5 separate regions of the Sus scrofa genome follow, and all the other regions are linked to region 1. The links are chromatin contacts, called in public HiChIP or PLAC-seq maps. All regions are on one chromosome and are shown on one strand. The core of a region is the stretch at or near the end of the contact, and the rest is flanking DNA. Distances in the headings are between cores, read along the strand shown. Region 1 overlaps EDEM3 (ER degradation-enhancing alpha-mannosidase-like protein 3). Region 2 overlaps LOC110255527 (a long non-coding RNA gene). Region 3 has its middle 99 kb from the start of C9H1orf21. Region 4 has its middle 20 kb from the start of C9H1orf21. Region 5 holds the start of C9H1orf21.

Region 1 (2,637 bases), core at 89-2,588:
GATTATATACATTTTGCCCAGACTTTTACATCACAGTACATAGTTTCCCTTAGAAATATGGTATACATTTATCACCAAACAATAAAATCCAACAACAGTAGTGTTACAGCACCTGTTAGTACAGACATCTTTTTCATAAATTACATCATAAGAAAATATACGGCTGTAAATTGGGCTTTTAAAAATGTCTTTTATAAAATCTGAACATACAATATTTCATTCACAGAATGTTTTTTTTTTTCTATGTTCTGACTGAAGCCTTGTGCATAAAACGACCGGTTGGAATATTTATTAAATGCCCCCCCCCCAATTATAAGCACTATTTGAATTACTTATGCTGAGCTTTCTTTATGATGAATTTGGCATGGGGTTTGGTGAGGGAACAAATGCTGGTTTTCCTATAAAAAGGGCTGTGGTGGTAATTAGAAAAAAATATCTTGACAGAGTAATTAGAGAAGTCAAATCAGAGAGTGCACAATTTTTCATTTTAATTCCTAATACTGTGGGGGAAAAAGGGAAAGTATAACGTAAAAAAAATTTTTGTTCTGAACAACAATGGTATTCTTGTTGGAAGCCTATTAAAAGTTAAAAAAGAAAAAGAACCTACCCAACAAAAGCTCTCATTCCAAACGTATCTGGTACATTACAGTTCTTTCACACCTAAACTTTATGGAGAAAGCACTGCAAATTAGGGTATGTCATTTCAATGGACTTTCCAAAGCAGAAAAAAACTATTTCTATTAGGTAAACAGGTTACGTTTTAAAACTTGAAAATACCTGAATTAAATACTTTCTCTAATATCTGATTTTAACTTTCAGATAAAATCCTTACTTGATTCCAGGTTTGTAAACATTGCATAAATCCTTCTTAGTCAAACAGTTTTATGGCTGTGGTGATCACTTCAGCTCTCTCTCTGTACAGGCAACACTTAACTGAGGTAGACCAGATGTTTCTAAAATTCAGGGTCACACAGAATCTCCTGAATCTTTAGGAAGTAAAGAAAATGCTATAAAAGGTATTTAAAAAACAAAACATTAAAAAAAAAAAAAAGCCTAATGGTATTGAAAGTTTTTAATGAACTCAAAAACAGCTTTGTGGCAGTATGTCAATTAAGAATGGAGAGAGTCAAGGACAATGTCGGAATCTGAAACTGAACATGTTACCTTCTTTTCTTAGCTAGGGAAAAATCAAGAATAACTCCTTCTGGGTGTTTTTTTTCTTCTTTTCTTTCTTCCTTCTTTTTTTTAAACGATTCATTTTCGAAACGAGTGAACAATTTGCTTCTAGACCTCAATGGCAACAGCTCCCCCTAACGGCCAAAGGAAGGGAGAGTGGCAGTAGTCTGGCTTTTCCTAGGATGCCACAAGACCTCTGCTGGACACAAAACTATGTTGTTTTGTTAACTTAGATAAGTCAGATTTAGACAACAATGGCTCTGTGCTACAAATACAAAATCAATGTACATAAGGCTCTGTAATCCAAGTTTTAAAGGAACATCTGCTCCTTTTCTCCAAGCCCCAGTCCTATGAATCAAGGCAAGTCAAGTAATTAAGCTTCAGCTATTTTGGTGGCTTTGCAATGAAGATGAACAAAGCAGTCTATCCTTCCATAGACTGTATGTATTATAGTTCTATCTTCTTACACCAAATTTCACATGCAGAGAGACTAAAAATAGCCATTTTGGTGTCAGGTTTAATTAAGGGCCAATAAAGGTCTTGTTTACTACTCTTCCCCCGCCACCCCCCCAATGTGAATTCTCTATTAGATTACTCACTGACCCAATTAAGTTTAGATGGAATTTTTGAAAGTAGCTATTTATCCCCTTGTGACAGAATGTGTTTGTTTACCTGGGATCTAAGACTGTACATGAATATACATAACTACAATACAGCACTGCTGTTCTTTTAACAGCTCCATATACAGTTTAAGTTCATCAGTACCTCAAAAACTGTTTTAAGAAAAGGTTATTATATAATGTCATGGTAAAGAAAAGGGGAATTCTCAAATATTCCTTTAGAAATGATACAGGTAACTTTGAAAATAAAATGAGTAAAGCCATGATTTCAATTACAGGGCTATCTACAGATATCAACAACAAACTTTTTAAAACTTATATGTGGCCAGCACCAGACTGCCACACACACACACACACACACACAACACACGTACACACGCTGGAGGGCCGGACTCTCATTAAACTATATGGCTGTATGTTAGTTGCTACTGTGTAAGTTTTTTACACAGATTACCAAAGACTAATTTTCAAGTCCATATCAGATGGAATACTAGTTTTTTTAAAAAAAGCAAACTTAAAAAACCATGATTCAACAGAAAATGTGACAGACTCCTTAGGTGCAACTTTAGAAATCATAGTTTCAAAGGAGGAAAATAGTAGTTACCCCAGAATTTTTAAATCACTACCACAGTTTTATCATGGCTCCCGAAGATAGAAAAATGGAACAAAATGTATTCAGATATTGGCAACACAGGCCTTGTGGCTCAAAATGCGTACTAAACATGGGATGGAGTAAGGCTGATGGCAAGAGGTAATCACCTCCAAAGAAATGAACTGGAAAAGATTTATAATTCACCCTACTAAGATATAACCTTAAGTTCCGTTTCAGAGTAGTCACAGC
Region 2 (2,637 bases), core at 100-2,599, 440 kb before region 1:
GGTGAAAAAGCTAGGTGATTCCACTGCCCACATGTGTTCCAGCTGCAGGACAAGAAGAAAGGGTGGTGACAGCCAGCCGGTCAGCTACTTTATCAGTCTTGTCCCATCTTAAGGATTCCCCCAAAGGTTCATGATGGACCACCGAACCCTACTTGTAGAAGTAGACACTGGGATGCATCAGAGAATATCAGGCTCTACCCATTTTAAATTTAAGTGGGCTTTGATTAGCCTGCAGGGAATTTCCATGGAAACTGGCAAGCTCACTTTGCCACAGCACAAGGGTATGACATCAGGTAGGCGGGAGGACTGGAAAATCCCTGTCCTTTCCAGAGTCAGTGGGTGTCACCTCACTTTGAAGTCATCCCTGGCTCCTTCAGGCAGATCCCAGGAGCTCCCATTTCCATTAGAGTGTTTCTAATATGTAATTGTCCGGGTGCATATCAAATCCTACCGGCATGGGGGAGACTCTGGTACTTTATCTGTTTCCCCCAGAGTATAGCTCAGTTCCTGGTATAGAAAGCGCTTCATAAAAACGTGTTAGTTTTTTACAGTGATATCTTAGAACGCTGGCTTCTTCGTCTGTGAAGTGGCGTCATAATAACTACGCAAATGACTGTTCTCAGGATTAAATGTCAGAATAGAAAAAGTACTTAGGGCAGTGGCCAGTACTTAAATAACATGTATTTCATCCCCACCCCCCACTTTTTTTGGTATTGGAAAATTATTTCTGGTTCTGATAGATAACAAGCAAAAAGTGTTTTTTAAAATAGCAAATAAACCAGAATATTGCACACTTGAAGTGGTTGTGTGCCAGTGTTACTGGACTTCTAGAATAGGTCAGCAATGGTATCCCACCTAGCATGTGGAGGTTATATCAGCTCCAGCCCAAATTCCTGGGCATTCAGACCTTCTCCTCTTCATGCTTCGTAAATAAGGGAGATTTCTGCAATGTTCAGACTTGATTCTATTTCAGACATCCATGAAATAAACTTGGAGAATGGGTAAGCCATTATCATCAGTAATGATAAAAATGACTACTGGGAGGTGGCCCTGTTTGTTCACTGGTCCTCAAAATTTCACCTGTGTTGTCCCAGAATAGCTCCATGTCCTCCCTGTAAATGCCCCTAAAGGGATCGCCTTCTTTGCTTTACTTCTACAAAAGAGTTCCGATAGGGGTGATTTGTAAAGGAGATCTGTGTAGGCTGCCCTGGAGTGAGATGCTGGCTTTGCAGGGCCATCCTGAGACTGTTTGGCAGGGACATAGAATCGTCCGCTTCCAACCAGGGTCAGGTTTCCACATTCCTGGCAGCTCTGAATTTTACCTCTTCCAGAGGGACTTACATCACTGCGTGCCCTGCAGCTCCGTCCTTTCTGCTGTCCTCTGACTGCTATCCCAGGCACTGGACCCATGAGAAGCAGAGTGGAGGCTGAGAAGAGGAGCAGGTGAATGTTACCCGCACCCAGTTGCCCCTTGAAAGCATGTCAGAGGCCGATTTCCTCTTGCTCTGTTGTGAGCCCAGTACCTGGCAACGGATCTGGCTTTCCAGCCCAAGCCCAATGCCACCTGGGCCAACATCCCTGGGTTCCCAGTTTTTCCATGGTCTCATCTCTCAACCACGTGAAATCTGTGTTGTCCTGGAGTCAGTGAGCAACTATCTTCTCTTTCTCCTGTGTTTGATTCCAGCTGAACTCCTGACTTCTGCTAGTGCATCCTCATTATTGGCATTGTCGCCTTGAAGGGCAGAAATTCCCCTACTCCTGCTCTGTTGCCCCAGCTGCCCTCTGCTGGCCATTGATGGGTATTGTGGTCAACCCTTTGTCACCCCGGGCATGGCACAGGAACTCTTTCTTTGCTCTTAACTAATTCTCAGGCTTTCTTTTCCTTCTTTTAAAAAAATGTGGTTGTACACTCTCAGAATTTTTCAAGCAACACTGAAACCCCCCACTTCTCCGTGCTCCCAGTGACCTGTCTCCTGGTTCCGCCATAAAGCATCTCGCACAGCACCAGGCACTGGCCAGGGCCTTGATTGAGTTGATCGTTGGTGATGTTGCCGAAATGGACATGCAGCACTGCTTGGGGTTTGGGGGAACTTGACAAACTGGAGGGCTTTGTGTTAGAGCAGGGTTTCTCAAACTTGGCACCACCGACATTTGGGGCCAGATGCTTCTGTGTTGTATGGGTCTCTCCTGTGCATTGCAGGACGTTTAGCAGCACTGCTGGCCTCCACCTTCCAGATGCCAGTAGCTCCTGTCCCAAGTTGGTTGTCCTCGCAGACAACCAAAAATGTCTTCTCCAGACACTGTCAAATGTCCTCTGGGGGGCAAAATATGGTTGAGGACCACTGCATTCGGATGTTGATACAATAGGCCCGCCTTCCTCAGAAGGACTTTCAATGCTTCAAGGGCAGTCTGTGCTCTGGGGCCATTCGGTGCTTTGAAGGACACCCTAGTTTCCTTTGGAGATGGATACTCGGCAGCTGCATGTGCTGGGGAGGGGGTCTCATGGACAGCGTCTCTCCTAAGGGCTTTCCATGAATCCTCCGGCTTCCTGCCGCCTGTCCTACGCTAGCACTCAGCTCCATCAGGCCCAAGCTCTACCTTCCGAGCCTTCCTGAGCCTCATCACTCAGGTGTCTCC
Region 3 (2,637 bases), core at 47-2,546, 400 kb before region 1:
AAAAAACATGCAAAAAGGTATCATAGGAATCATTTAAAAAGAATCTATGGGAGTTCCCGTCGCGGCGCAGTGGTTAATGAATCCGACTAGGAACCATGAGGTTTCGGGTTCAGTCCCTGCCCTTGCTCAGTGGGTTGATGATCCGGCGTTGCCGTGAGCTGTGGTGTAGGTTGCAGACGCGGCTCGGATCCTGCGTTGCTGTGGCTCTGGCGTAGGCCGGTGGCTACAGCTCCGATTCAACCCCTAGCCTGGGAACCTCCATATGCCGTGGGAGCGGCCCAAGAAATAGCAACAACAACAACAACAACAACAACAACAACAAAAAGACAAAAGACAAAAAAAAAGAATCTATGCACTTCAGTAGGGACCAAGGTGGGAGCGGTCAATTCTAAGACACAGAGGGGAGGTGGGGTGTGCAGCTCTTGGCGGCTGGTAAAATCCTTCCTCGTGTTTAATGTTTTGTATGGTCTAGTTGTTCACTGGCTTTGGATTTAATTCAAATGGATTGTAAAGAAAGGTGTTTTTTTTTCTCTTAAGGTGCTTCCCAGGAAAAAAAGCAAAGGTTTTCTCATTTGAAACTTCCTCTCTGCGTCTTGCCCCTGACTAGTTTTGCAGTTTCAGTCTTTTGAATTCTTCTGTCTGGGACACTTTGCAGACTGCCGGAAATCCAGAAAGCAGAAGGGAACAGAAGGCTGTCTACGCCTTTGATGTCGGTGCACTGTGTTTCACGGTGTGTCTGTGTGTCTGTTTCATCATGTGTGTGTCGGGCGGGAGGCACATGCATCTCGGATTTCCGGAGAGCCTGATGGGGCTCAGCAGCCCACCCATGGGTCTCCTTGAGGCAGTTTTTTTGTTTAAGAAGCATCACTGGAATCATGTCACCCTATGGAGCTGGTGGCTGTCGGATAAAGCATTCGTGTTACCTTTCCGGTTCTGTCCAAGTGAACTCTTGACTCCCCACTATTTTCCTTCCTGCTGCCTTATGATTCCTTTGGATCTAATTCTTCCAAGGCTCCTTTGCCAACTGTCCATGAAACAGAACCAGAATGGCCTGTGGCCCTCTGGTCTCTGCTGGGTTAGAATTCCCAATTCTGAAATTTACACAAAACTCTGTGATGCTCGGATATCCATGTACCTTCCTCATTTGTTACTCAGACATGAAAGTACTTACTTCATAGGGTGTCTTAAATAAGATGACTCATGTGAAGGGCCTGGCTGGTTGAGTGTTAGCTAGTTGTGGGATCATTTTAGTGACACATGGGAATTGGCCGCAGTTCTGAGCACTGGGTCATGGCCTTGGCTGGTGATAACAACCCAACCATCGGTCCCTTTAAGGACCTCCAGATGGCTGGCCACTGGCTTTACTTACATCCCTGCTGGAAGGGAGGAGGGCGAAGGCTGGGGAAGCACAAGCCCCTGCTGAGATTTCACCCCGGCTGCTTCCATCAGTAGCTTCACCCCAGGGGTTGCAGAAATATTTTGTGTTCCCAGAACCTTGCTCTGGGCACCATCCCAAGAGAGCTCAGGGTTTAGAATGTGCTACGTCCTCAGCAGCCTAGTCTCAGCCTTCACGAGGCCAGAGAACCTGCAGCGGCAAACAGGAGCCTTCCTGGGAGGTTTCTAGGGAGGTCATGAGAGAGTGTCATCAAGCTTACTAGTGAGCACCATCTGAACGCATCCTTTCTCCACGGCGGTTTGCTAGGGGCCGAAATCGTCCAGTCCTCAGAGTCAGCTCAATGCCTGCTTACTCCCTGCTCCACTCGGGTTACAGTTGCTTATCCCTTTGACCTGAGACAGCGGGGACAGACATCAGCCCCAAATGTCTGAGACAGGTACTCCCTGCCAGGCTTGACCGTCAATTCATGGACTCGAGGATGAAGCTGAATCCTCAGCAGATCCCAAAGCTACACAGGGGAAGTGATTTTTCTGTTTCCCTGGATGCACCCAGGAAAGCAGAGTTGAGGCACTCAGGGTGGGAGGGCAGGGCCTATAGATGGGGCTTTCTTGGGGTGCTGTCCATTGCACAAGCAGGCATGGTCCATCCCCATATGCACGTCCTGCAGGCTTTGGAGCGCCCAGCCTGGAGCCTGGAGTGGAAAGGAGCAGGTGAGACAGTAAGGAGGCACAAGACAATGGGATCTAGGCAGTGACCAGGTACAAAATGCTTAGCGAGCGCAGTGAGGTGGCAGCTTACTCTAACCCCACCTGAAAAGGCCTTATAGGAATGTGGCATGGTAGGATTTAGAAAATAAACAGACCCTCCAATGATTTAAAAATTGTTGACTTCGGAGTTCCCACTGTGGCTCGGTGGGCTAAAGACCCCATGTAATGTCTGTGAGGATGCAGGTTCCATCCCTGGCCTCCCTCAGTAGGTTAAGGATCCAGCATGGCTGCAGGCTGTGGCTTAGGTCACAGATATGGCTCAGATTTGGCATTGCCGTGGCTGTGGCATAGGCCAGGAGGCCAGCTCCATTTGACTCCTAGCCTGGGAATCCCATATGCCACAGGTGCAGCACAAAAGAAAACAAATTGCTGACTTAAAAACTCCTGCAAGAGTAAGGCTTAAGCATCTTGAATTTGTCTTGTATCTTATCTGCCATGGAGTTGAAAGCATGTGAACAATGAATATGGGAGAAT
Region 4 (2,637 bases), core at 91-2,590, 320 kb before region 1:
TTGAATTGAGCCACTAGAAAAAAGTCCAGGTTTTTATTGCTTATTATATTTTTAGACTGGCTCTGGGAGACATCCATTTCTAAACAGAATTCTGAGCTTTTCCTAGGACCTAGGGTAGTTGATAGAAATCTTTTATCATGTACTAGCTTTCTATACGAGTAAGTAAATAAATGTCTCTTTGAGCTTCGATTTCCTGATCTATAAAACAGGAGTGATAATAATAGCATTGTTGTCAGGCTAAATGAAATTATGCCATTCTCTTGACACATAGTAGGGGGTTAATAATCTTTCAGCTGTTTAGAGCTCCCCCCATGCCTCTAGAACAATTTTTCTCATCAAAATTTTTCTCTTACCCTTTAGGATTCTTGCTTTTTTCGATCGGACCTCAAGAACCTCTAGAGCAAGAATCAGCAAGTATTTTCTGTAAAAGGCCAGATATTAAATATTTTAGGCTTTGCAGGCCACACGGTTTGTGTGGCATATTTTTCTTTATTTTTATCACTGCTGCTTTGCTTTAGCTTCTTTACGACCCTTTCAAAATGTAGGACCATTCTTCGCTATGGCCACACAAGAACAGACCTCCAGCTAGATAACCTGCATAGACTTACAACTTATATGAGTTTGTGGGTTGGCTACACTGTGCTCTAGAGTGGGGGTTCTTAAAGTGTGTCCCTTCCAACCACTAGCAGCAGCAGCTCCTGGAAACTTGTTAATACAAATTTGGGGGCCCCACCTCAGATTGGCTGGATCATAAACTCTGAATTTTAGCCCAGCAACCTGAGTTTTAATAAACCCTCCAGGTGATTTTGATGCAGTAGTTCAACCTTGACTGCACATCAGAATCACCTGGAGAGCCTTTAAACCATGTCAATACCCAAGCTTTATACCAAATCAGACACTCTGGGGATAGGACCAAGGTATAGGTGTTGAAAGCCCTGCAGGTGATTCAACGTGTAGCCATAGCTGAGAACCTCAGATATAAACTCAGGGCTAGCTTCTACGTCTGTCAAGTAAGCTTTTCCCTACTGATATTGCCAAGGTAGCCAGTACTTGGGTCTTCTTCTTGGTTTGGTGATTTCATGAAGGAACCTCACTGCAATCCATTGATCAAAAGATAGCTATTCATACTATGTATAAAGCAGTATGTTAGGCATGCTAGGGATATTTTTTAAAGTATATTAATAAGTCCCTTCTACCTTTGAGTAATTTGAATATAAAAAGCAAACTTCTCCATTTCTAAGGAGCTCATAATTTCACTTTTACAAAGAAGGATCAACTCAAGAAGCACCACCCATTTTCATTTTTCTCTGAGTTTAAACCTGGTCACTGGTCACCATTTTTTCACTCCCCTCACCATTACTGCAATGGGCTGAGTCTGTTATTCCATTATTCCACATGAAGTAAGTTCTAGGGTGTTCATTCTTGTTTCAAAAACACATTTTCCTGTGGAAAAGCTTTTGCCTGGTTTTATATTGGTAAGATAATTCTAGAGTGCCACATTTGACAAATGACATCAGCCCGCCTTCCCCTAGCCATAAACCATTTTAGAACGCTTATGCATAATTTGGCTTCAGGTCAAGGTGGCGTAATATGAACCAGCAGAATATACAGCACAGGGTGTCCTTAGCAGCTATCCTAAAGATCAGCAAAACTCATTCCTGTAAGAGAAGCTCATCTGTGAAGCAAGGTCAAGCCCAGTGGTCATCAGGGAAGGTCCCCTTAATGGAATCGCCCCTGGCCTGGAGGGACTTCTGCTTTGAAACTCTGCTGTGGTTGTCTCTCCGGCTGCCTACCTCAGACCCATATTTTCCTGCCACCAGCCAATTTCCATTTTGTTCAGGAATCAGATGGACATATTCTTCAGGGAATGCTGGCCTCCTCCCCAGCCCCAGAGGTTCAAATTGATGGTTTGGCAACATTGTGGTAATTCAGCATCCTTTGCCAGTGATTGGCTTAGGAATAAGCATGTGACTTCTAATTCTGGCCAATTATGAGAGTAGAAAGAGCTTTGGGGAAGTTCTTGTTGTTCAAAAGGAATGCAAAGGAAGATGTTTCTTGTTAGGCCACTATATATAGATTTGAGGATGTGATGCTTAGAGCTGCTGTAACCATCTTGTAACCGTAAAAGAACATGTCTGGAGCCAAAAGGCAACGTGGTGAGAATGATGCAGTAGAAAGATGGAAAGCATCATCTTTATTTCCCCTTGAGCTGCTGAATTAGAGACCCAGATACTACCTGACCTCTGTATTTCATTATTATGTGAGATAGTATATGTCTTTCTTATCTAAGCCACTTTTGGTGGATTATGTTCTTACTGCCTAAAGCATCCTAACTAACATATCTATGTTAGCCATATAATTAGATGTGAGAGAATGTTGTCTTATACTTAGTGTCTGCTTACTCCAAAAACCTGCATCTTAGTATCGGGGATTTTTCTGTTGGAAAAAAGATTTTTTACTCATTATTCCTCTCTTAGTTTCTTTTTCTTCTTCTTCTTCTTTTTTTTTTTTTTTTTTTTTTTTTTTTTTTTTTTTTTTTGCTTTTTAGGGCCACTCCTGCAGCATATGGAGTTTCCAAGGCTAGGGGTCAAATCGGAGCTACAGCTGCCAGCCTACACCATGGCCACAGCAACATTA
Region 5 (2,637 bases), core at 37-2,536, 300 kb before region 1:
AATACAGGTGAGTTTCAAAAACAGTGTAATACCAGCCTTTCAAATCAAAAAAAGTGAGAGCGCTGGAAAACCTTTTTTTTTTTTTTTTTTCTCTCAAGAAGGCTGACTTCCTAGCCATTGTAGATGGGTTATTAACTCATTTCATTAAACTAAATTATTAATTTGCTTTTCAATTAAGTGTGTCATCACTGTCACAGCTCTGATGTGTCCTTCCCCATTTTCCAACATATCTGGGCCCAAAGTGAGAAGTAATTCGGTTTGGGAGGATCTTTTGCCCCTATTGTTTTCTTGGGTGTCCTCACTCGGGAGGCCTGGCATTCCTCACGTGTCTGGGGCAATACAGGAGCAGCCAAGCGCGAGGAAGCCACACAAAAGGCATCCAATCGCTATCAATGTTGAAAGATCAATTCGGTGAGCACACGAAACACACCCGATAGGACCAGAAAAGGGAGAAAAATCCCTTCTCCCAAAGGGTGAGACATTGGTTGACCTCTTGTGAGTGTCCACATACACAAAACACCAAGCAGGTGAAGTGTGGGCGGCGATCTTTCTGAATCCCCAATCATCTCACACGCCACGCAGGCTCGGCCTCCGCCCTTTAGTCCCAAGAGGCCGGGAGGGGCCAAAGGGGCTGTAGGGCGCTAAGTCTCGGGAGGGGTCGCGGCTGGCTCCTTACCCTCCCCAGTGCCGCTTCTGCCCAGGAGCCAACGCTCCATTCACGTTGCAGGCGCTGCGGCTCCAGGGCAGGAGGAAGGCGGTTTGGTGTCGGGGCCGGGGCCGCCTGGGAGCGCCCGCCGGTCCAGCAAGGGGAGGGGCCGCGCGGCGAGCCGAGGATGCCCGGCCTTCCCTTCTTCGGCTTCCAGCAGGCGCAGCCCCGCGGCTGGGCCCAAGGGCTGGCTGGGGTTTCTCGCAGAACTGGGCCGTCCGGGCCTCCGAGCGGCCCCGCGGCTCCCACGCCACTGCCCGGGTGCCAGACTCAGGACGCAGCTTTCCCGCCGGGGTCTCCCTTCCCGCTGGCCGGCCGGTGCTGGATGCGCGCGCGCGCGCGCACACACACACACATACACACAAACGGAGACAGACACACACGCCCGTGCTCGTCCTCTTTCCTTTTCTGCAGCCCTGGCACCCCCCTCGCCCAGTCTCTTGCTCCAGGGTGCGGGGCGCCCTCACGGCCTCGGCAGGGCAGGCCCCTCCCGGGGGCGAGGCGGGGAGCTGGACCCGCGCGGGAGCCGGGCGCGGGGAGGGGCCAGCGGTGGGGGCGTGGCCGGCTGCTCCCGCCCCTCGAGTGAGTGACTGGGCGAGGAGGTCCCCTCCTTCCCTCCCTCCCTCCCTCCCTCCCTCCGTCCCGGTCCCCTCCCCTGCTCGCAGCCCGCCGGCTCCAGCTCGCTCCCTGCCCACTCCCGGGGGGACGTTCCGTGCCGCGGCCGCTGCGGCCGCCGCTTCTTTCACACTTGAGTTGGGAGCCGCGCGCCGCGCTCAGTTACTGGCGAGCTGGCCGCGCGCCGCCGCCTCCCGCACGCACGCACGCACGCGGGCCGGGCTTCGGGGGCTTAGGCTCTTACTCCCGGCAGCTGGGAGGAGGGGGAGACCCCGTCTGACTGTGGGGAGGAGGAGGAAGAGGAGGAGGAGGGAGGAAGAAAACAGGCGAGGAGCACCCGGGCGGGGGGCGGGAGGCTTGCCACCTTCAGCCCCCCCGCGAGCGCCCAAGGTAAGCGTGAGCCCCCGCCAGCCCGGGGCGGCGGGAGTTGGCGGCGCAGCCCGCCCGGGCTCCGCTCCCCGGCGCGCCCGGGTGGGCTGGGAGGGAGGCCTGCGGGGTGCCTGCCGCGCGGCGGGGATGCGAGCCGCGGTCTTGGCGCTGCCGGCCCGCGGCCCGGGCTGGGGCGGCTGGGGCGGCTGGGGCCGGGGCTGCTGGGGCTGCTGGGGCTACCGCCGCCGCTGCGGGGCCGGCGGGGCTGCAGGGGACGGAAGCTGGGGTGCGGGGAGCTGGAGGGGGCGTCTGCTGGCCGGGGCGGAGGGACTGGGATGCGGTTGGGGCTGCTGACGACTTTGGTCACATTGAGGCCTGGGTGGCTGGGGTTCGACACCCCTCCCTTGCCACCCGCACCCCCGCCGCCCTCAGCCTTTCCTGCTCCTCTCGAGCTTTGCCTGTAGCCGCCGTACTTTGCAAGCCAGAGCTTGGAAGAAAACACAAAATTTAGAATCCTTTGCTAAATCTCCAAGTCTCTTCTCCCGCTCCGACAGATTGATGTGTTTGTGTGGGTGCTGTGATCCCTGGGATTTTTGAAGTTTTGACCTTTTTGGGGTGGCTTGTTTCCGTGCAGCTGTTTGCCCATCTCGATGTATTTATTATTCGTGCCCATGCGAGGCAGCCAGAGGGTGCTTCGTTATTGTACAAGGGAAAGATTTCACTCCCCTCTGCAGGCAGTTCTCGGAGTGCGGCCGCCGCAGCTGCCTCTGGTCTTCTGCTCGATGTCCTTCCCCATCTTCCACCCTGCCCCCCACCTCCTCCGAGGGATTCCCCCCCCCCCCCAGCTCCTACCGTTTGTGTGAGAGAAGCCCCTGGGTTTAGAGGCTCTCATTTCCCATTCATCCCTCTTCTAAAGCTCTGAATTGGATCAGGCACGATGGTGGAAA

What was found. HiChIP or PLAC-seq counts read pairs in DNA pulled down with a chosen protein or histone mark.
Region 2: an H3K27ac HiChIP or PLAC-seq map of skeletal muscle shows a contact between it and region 1, with 13 times the contacts expected there. The contact joins two enhancer-like sites. A contact is called at or near these places in 6 of 47 Hi-C or Micro-C datasets (embryonic fibroblasts, fibroblasts, liver and 1 more) and 1 of 2 datasets of contacts at active chromatin or transcription factors (skeletal muscle).
Region 3: a contact with region 1 is called in an H3K27ac HiChIP or PLAC-seq map of skeletal muscle, with 7 times the contacts expected there. The contact joins two enhancer-like sites. A contact is called at or near these places in 1 of 47 Hi-C or Micro-C datasets (heart right ventricle) and 1 of 2 datasets of contacts at active chromatin or transcription factors (skeletal muscle).
Region 4: a contact with region 1 is called in an H3K27ac HiChIP or PLAC-seq map of skeletal muscle, with 4 times the contacts expected there. The contact joins two enhancer-like sites. A contact is called at or near these places in 1 of 47 Hi-C or Micro-C datasets (embryonic fibroblasts) and 1 of 2 datasets of contacts at active chromatin or transcription factors (skeletal muscle).
Region 5: a contact with region 1 is called in an H3K27ac HiChIP or PLAC-seq map of skeletal muscle, with 7 times the contacts expected there. The contact joins the promoter of C9H1orf21 here to the enhancer-like site in region 1. A contact is called at or near these places in 1 of 5 promoter capture datasets (liver), 7 of 47 Hi-C or Micro-C datasets (brain, embryonic fibroblasts, fetal heart ventricle and 2 more) and 1 of 2 datasets of contacts at active chromatin or transcription factors (skeletal muscle).

The regions. Positions count from the first base shown.
Region 1 is chr9:125,908,928-125,911,564 of Sscrofa11.1, forward strand. EDEM3 (ER degradation-enhancing alpha-mannosidase-like protein 3) reads right to left here. Exons shown (of 20, transcript XM_021102628.1): 20 at 1-2,637. Among named protein-coding and RNA genes, the nearest start is that of EDEM3, 73 kb to the right of the region's middle. Within about 2 kb of position 1,339, at least 12 of the 83 cell types and tissues checked have an H3K27ac peak or open chromatin away from gene starts, as enhancers often do. A contact at or near this core is called in liver and skeletal muscle, where this site is marked.
Region 2 is chr9:125,467,317-125,469,953 of Sscrofa11.1, forward strand. All of the region lies in intron 1 of LOC110255527 (a long non-coding RNA gene), which reads right to left. Among named protein-coding and RNA genes, the nearest start is that of C9H1orf21, 140 kb to the right of the region's middle. Within about 2 kb of position 1,350, at least 1 of the 83 cell types and tissues checked has an H3K27ac peak or open chromatin away from gene starts, as enhancers often do. A contact at or near this core is called in skeletal muscle, where this site is marked.
Region 3 is chr9:125,512,300-125,514,936 of Sscrofa11.1, forward strand. No RefSeq gene overlaps it. Among named protein-coding and RNA genes, the nearest start is that of C9H1orf21, 99 kb to the right of the region's middle. Within about 2 kb of position 1,297, at least 3 of the 83 cell types and tissues checked have an H3K27ac peak or open chromatin away from gene starts, as enhancers often do. A contact at or near this core is called in skeletal muscle, where this site is marked.
Region 4 is chr9:125,591,266-125,593,902 of Sscrofa11.1, forward strand. No RefSeq gene overlaps it. Among named protein-coding and RNA genes, the nearest start is that of C9H1orf21, 20 kb to the right of the region's middle. Within about 2 kb of position 1,341, at least 3 of the 83 cell types and tissues checked have an H3K27ac peak or open chromatin away from gene starts, as enhancers often do. A contact at or near this core is called in skeletal muscle, where this site is marked.
Region 5 is chr9:125,611,796-125,614,432 of Sscrofa11.1, forward strand. It overlaps C9H1orf21, which reads left to right and starts at 1,287. Exons shown (of 6, transcript XM_003482739.3): 1 at 1,287-1,711.